2 separate regions of the Bicyclus anynana genome follow, and region 2 is linked to region 1. The links are chromatin contacts, called in public Hi-C maps. All regions are on one chromosome and are shown on one strand. The core of a region is the stretch at or near the end of the contact, and the rest is flanking DNA. Distances in the headings are between cores, read along the strand shown. Region 1 overlaps LOC112047920 (synaptic vesicle glycoprotein 2A). Region 2 holds the start of LOC112053310.

The links. A called contact is a pair of places that touch in the nucleus more often than the background predicts.
Region 2: a contact with region 1 is called in a Hi-C map of whole body, with 3 times the contacts expected there. The contact joins the promoter of LOC112053310 here to the enhancer-like site in region 1. A contact is called at or near these places in 2 of 2 Hi-C or Micro-C datasets (whole body and whole larva).

The regions. Positions count from the first base shown.
Region 1 is chr10:1,257,761-1,260,460 of ilBicAnyn1.1, reverse strand. It overlaps LOC112047920 (synaptic vesicle glycoprotein 2A), which reads right to left. Exons shown (of 11, transcript XM_024085223.2): 11 at 1,702-2,282. The coding sequence ends at 2,203. Among protein-coding and RNA genes, the nearest start is that of LOC112047920, 21 kb to the right of the region's middle. Within about 2 kb of position 1,325, at least 4 of the 8 cell types and tissues checked have open chromatin away from gene starts, as enhancers often do.
Region 2 is chr10:1,340,422-1,343,121 of ilBicAnyn1.1, reverse strand. LOC112053310 reads right to left here and starts at 1,395. Exons shown (of 10, transcript XM_052883998.1): 1 at 1,282-1,395; 2 at 194-318. The coding sequence starts at 1,395.

The sequences.
Region 1 (2,700 bases), core at 76-2,575:
ACTTTTCAGTTGTGTGCTTTTATGAAATTAAATATCACGTGTCTCAAACAGTGAAGGAAAACATCGTGAGGAAACCTACACCAGAGAATTAAGAAAATTCTCTGCGCGTATGAAGTCTGCCAATCCGCATTGGGCCAGCGTGGTGGACTATTTGCCTAACCCCACTCATTCTGAGAGGAGACTCGAGCTCAGCAGTGAGCCGAATGTGGGTTGATAATCAGTCAAAGCCACAATTGCCCATAGTTCACTTACTTGTAGTAAGTGAGTAGTAGGTAGGTACTTACACCATTCTTTTTTTTCATATTCCCATTTCCCTCCAACTAGTGTATTAGGAGACTGTATTAAGAGTGGGTACGACAATAGACCAACGGGGCGAGGACCACCACTTTTCAGTGATGAGTCCGACCGCTCTAACCGATGAGCTATTATCTAAGGCTCTTACTATGCTTGAAGCGGTCTGTGGACTCTGTGGACTCATTGTAAACCCATATTAGATAAGGAATTATCCATTTTGTGTAATTTGTATGTATAATGCCTACCCTAGTAAAGCCACTTAAAGGCCTTGTGTACGCCATTGCCTATTTTCAGTTTTTCTTAAATGAGGTAAAGTAAAAAGGAAAGTATAAAATAAGGAAAGTAAAGACGTACCACCAAGTGATTTAGCGTTCCGGTACGTTGTCGTGTAGAAATGGGTGTGGATTTTCATCCTACCCCTAATAAGTTAGCCCGCTTCTATTTTAGTTTGCATCATCACTTACCATCAGTTGAGATTGTCAAGAGCTAATTTGTAAAGAATAAAAAAAATGAAATATAGGTACGTACTTTTTCTTTAAACTAATTTTCAGTACTTGGAAATTTTGGAAACAGGCATTGGCGTATTTTTATTGTATTGGCGTATTGGCATTGGATTATTTCCTGGTTCCCGACATGAAGTCTTTTATTAGTATCATAATAGAAACAGTAGCCCAGAACCCTAGGGTGGGCTCAGGTCCATTCTAGGGTGGGCACAGCCCACCCGTTTCGCACGTTAGCGAGAGCACGTTAAGTCGCCAATTCAAGTCATTATCAATTGGTACAGAGTCAAGCATTAGGTATCAATCAATCTAAGCCCGCCAACCTACATTGGAGTAGCATGGTAGATTTAAGGTAAATCATCTCTGCCCTGCAGGCGATTTAAATAGTCTAATGATGACAATGATCGGAAAGTCATAAGTTCAATTCTTAGACAGGATTAAAATATTGGAAGCCGTTGCTGAGCAAGACAGAAATAGAACAACCATCAGCCAAAGCTCTTGCTAAATAAACCTTGTATTAAAATACTACTATCGCCATCTAGCAGTTGCCATTTTTATTAAAATTAGTGCCATCTATTGAGTGCTCTTTGTACTACGTAACACTTTTGTTAAAGAAAATATGGATGCCACTGAGTTCAGTAAATAATTGTTAGATAGAGTTACTTTAAAACTATGTTTGACATAAGTACAAGTAAAAACAATAATTACTTAGTTAATAGTATACTTAGTAATTAATATATAAAATTTTAATTCTTCGAAAATAGGTTTTTAAATATAACGCCATCTATTGAGTGCTTTTTGCACTACGTCGTGTAACTAAGTAGTACAACGTAGAATTGCTAGATGGAGCCACATAGCAACAAAATCTTAGACCATTAATAACGGTCTAAGAACAAAATGAGAAACATTTTCATTTTAATAATAATAATTTATTAATTAAAATATAACGGTATATTCACAATATAAGATAACGCACTTGTATAAACATAATCAGTCTTATTTATACATTATAATTTATAGAGGTTAAGAGCCAGTGGACACTACTTTGTAATAGATAAAAGATAAAACCTAATATTAAATAAAGTCAAGTTGTTAGATTATTTAACCGACTTCTATTTAGCCAAAGTATGTCTTTTCAAGTAGGTATGTGAATTAAAATTACCCTAAGAATATATAAACTATGAGCATGCAATGGCCAGACATAACTCTTTATAAGAAGACTGAAAGTTTGTCTGGATATCACATGTTCCGGTTTTAATACACCTACATATCAAAATATTTGGTTACTTGTTAAAATCGATTCAAAACATTGGTAGATAATTGCCCTATAGAAGGATTAAAAATATTTTGAGATTTATTGCATGCCTAGATTAGATTTATAATAACCCTATTTTACTTCCTATAGGTGTCAGTATGTTAACCCCTTTTGTTCCATTTCTTCGCGTATTTCTTCTGGTTTAGGCCAAAATATTATGAGTAAGGTTGATCCTGAAAGAGAAAAACAAAATTAATAAAGATTTTTTTTATTTGTAGGTAATACGGACCATTTGACGGCTTTTATAAGCGTGGTGCATTTACAAGACGAAGGTCCTGGGTACGATTCCCGTCTAGACTGATTGAGGTTTTCTTAATTGGTCCAGGATTGGCTGGTGGGAGGCTTCGGCCGTGGCTTGTTACCACCATACCGGCAAAGACGTACCGCCAAGCTATTTAACGTTCCAGTACAAAATCGTGTAGAAACCTAAAAGGGTGTGGACTTTGATCCTACTCCTAACAAGTTAGCCCACTTCCATCTTAAATGCATCATCACTTACCATCAGGTGAGATTATGGTCAAGGGTCAAGCTTGTAAAGAATTAAAAAAATATCGACGTAGTCCGTGGTAGGTACTTAAGTACAAGATTTAA
Region 2 (2,700 bases), core at 146-2,645, 83 kb before region 1:
GATTTTCATCCTACGCCTAACAAGCTAGCCCGCTTCCATCTTAGATTGCATCATCACTTACCATCAGTGATTGTAGTCAAGAGCTAACTTGTAATGAATAAAAAAATAAAGATAAATTCCAGTTTGTAATGCCTACCTACCCTTGTTAAATACCTTGTGCGCGCCTGTAGTCGTATGATGATGGAGCCATTACCTGCTGCCCTGCACCCCTGTGCTGGTCTCTCTAGTGCTGTTGACGCCCATCCACCGGTCAACGTTCCCGCTTAGTAGACTCTGGTCGCACGCCAGGGTGCAGAGAGACGAGTTCTCCGCACTCGCCTGTAAGCATAGACAAGGACGTAAACTAGTGATGATGATGATGATCATCATCATCATATCAGCCGATGGACGTCCACTGCAGGACATAGGCCTTTTGTAGAGACTTCCAAACATCACGATCCTGAGCTTGCATCCAGCGAATCCTAACGACTCGCTTGATGTCGTCAGTCCACCTGGTGGAGGGTCGACCGACACTAGTACGGGGTCGCTATTCCAGCACGTTAGGACCCCAACGTCCATCGGCTCTTCGAATTATGTGCCCCGCCCATTACCACTTCAGCTTTGCGACTCGTTGAGCTATGTCGGTGACTTTATTCTTCTGCGAATCTCCTGATTACTGATTCGATCACGCAGAGATACTCCTAACACAGCTCGTTCCATCGTCCGCTGTGTTACTCTGAGCCTTCTTATGAGGCCTATAGTTAGCGACCATGTCTCGGTCCATAGGTCATTACTGGCAACACGCACTGTTCGAAGACTTTCGTCTTCAGGCATTGAGGAATTTCGGACGAAAAAACATACATAACGCCTTTGATTTTATTAAACCATTTCACTCGCGTGGTTCCCGTTCCCGTAGGAATAAGGGCATACAATAATTTAACCTGTAGCACTTGAGGATAGTGAAGCTTCAATACATTGAAAGCATTTTTAAATCGGTTCAGTAGTTTCTGAGCCTTTTCAATGCAAAGAAACAAACAAACAAATCTTTCCTCTTTATTATTAGTATGGTTTAGATAATGGTCCTATGTTCTTCCTCCAGTACGGAAAGCTTTTGTGCTAAAGTGTGGCTAACTAACATTATAACGAGGTAAACTTTGTGAGGTTGTAGGGATAATCTGTGGATCTACTGAATGGATTTTGCACAATTCTTTCATTATTGGGAAGCTACACTTTCCCCGGTGATATAAGCTTTATCCTCGTATTCCTGCTGGATCGTGAACCGAGTGAAACTAAAAAAAAAACCTGTGCTGTCATGGGACCTCCATCAGGCTGATTAAGGCTGGTCACTTTAGAAATGACCGGGATATCTTCGGGTGAAGTGACGGTCCGTGGAATATCCCTGGCCACGACTTCCATTGTATCAACGCAAATACATTGATCGACGAAAAACTGCAAGTGAAATTAGAAATTGAAATAAAGAAAGAAAGAACTTTAAGTGATATTTAAATTGGACTAAAACTGTCTTTTTTCTCTTTCTGTGTTACTGGTGGTACATGGTGAATAGAACCTTTCTATGGCATGGCTGGATTAAATATTAATTAGTTCAATATTTTATTGTATTTTTCTTCATTGTTACAAAAATTTTGGTTTGCAGTTTGGACATTTCAAATGACTTTGTTATGAAAGATTTGTTTTGATTGATAGATGTCAGTATTTTCCATAAAGAAGTTCTATAAATCAATGACATGGAAATATCTGAAGCCTAGGAGGAATGATAGAATTAAAAAATAACTTTCTTTTTGAACAAGCTAACTAAATAATAAGTCATAATATGTATTAATTTATATAATTTTATATATTAGTAGGAACGAGCTTTCCATGCTTACCTACCATCTTGCTCATGAGATTACCCTGAGCAGTCAACCGTTCTGATAGTTCTGTTCTGATATTCAAATGACTTAAAAACAATAACGGTCATCAGAACGACTATCAGAACAGTAAAGCTGTCAATGGCCTTATGGCTAAAATCCTCGATCAATATGTTATGAAGCTTTTGCTGGACTAAGAGTCATGAATAGGCATAGAAGGCTGGAAATCCTTCAGATGACGCATAATGTAAGTAGGTTCCGAATGAGCTATGCTCAAAGTATCTCTGCGTGATCGAATGAGAAAATATTATAAAGAGATGTGAAAAATTTCACGCGGGCGAAGTACATATTGAATTTAAAAAAAAAATAATTATATTACGTGAGTTATTCTTTCTTGACATTAATTAATGCATAACACTTCAAACGAACTTGCAGTATTGGCCACACTTGACTGACCAATTAAATTAAATTATCAAAAGGTAAACCCAAAACGGTATTAATTTGTTAATTCGGTAGCCCGTGGCGGAATGTACGTCCTACAAAAGTTGCGTTTTTTCATCCACTTGATTCTATTCTTTATGTCATTCTTTGTGTGGTCTGTGTAAAAAGGCGCGAACCGCTGGACGCCATTGTTCGAATACGATTTGAATTTAGAACGCCGACGTCCCGCCGTTTCATTATTCGCGGGTGCCGATGTGAAAAAAGTTTTTTTATTGTCAATTGATATGGAACCTTTTTTGTCTATTTTTTCTTAGCAAGTAAAAGTGAATTAGCTGTTAATGTGTGTATTAAATTAAAAAATCTAATGTTTTGACTCAGTGAAACTTTATTGTTATATACCTACCTATTTGGA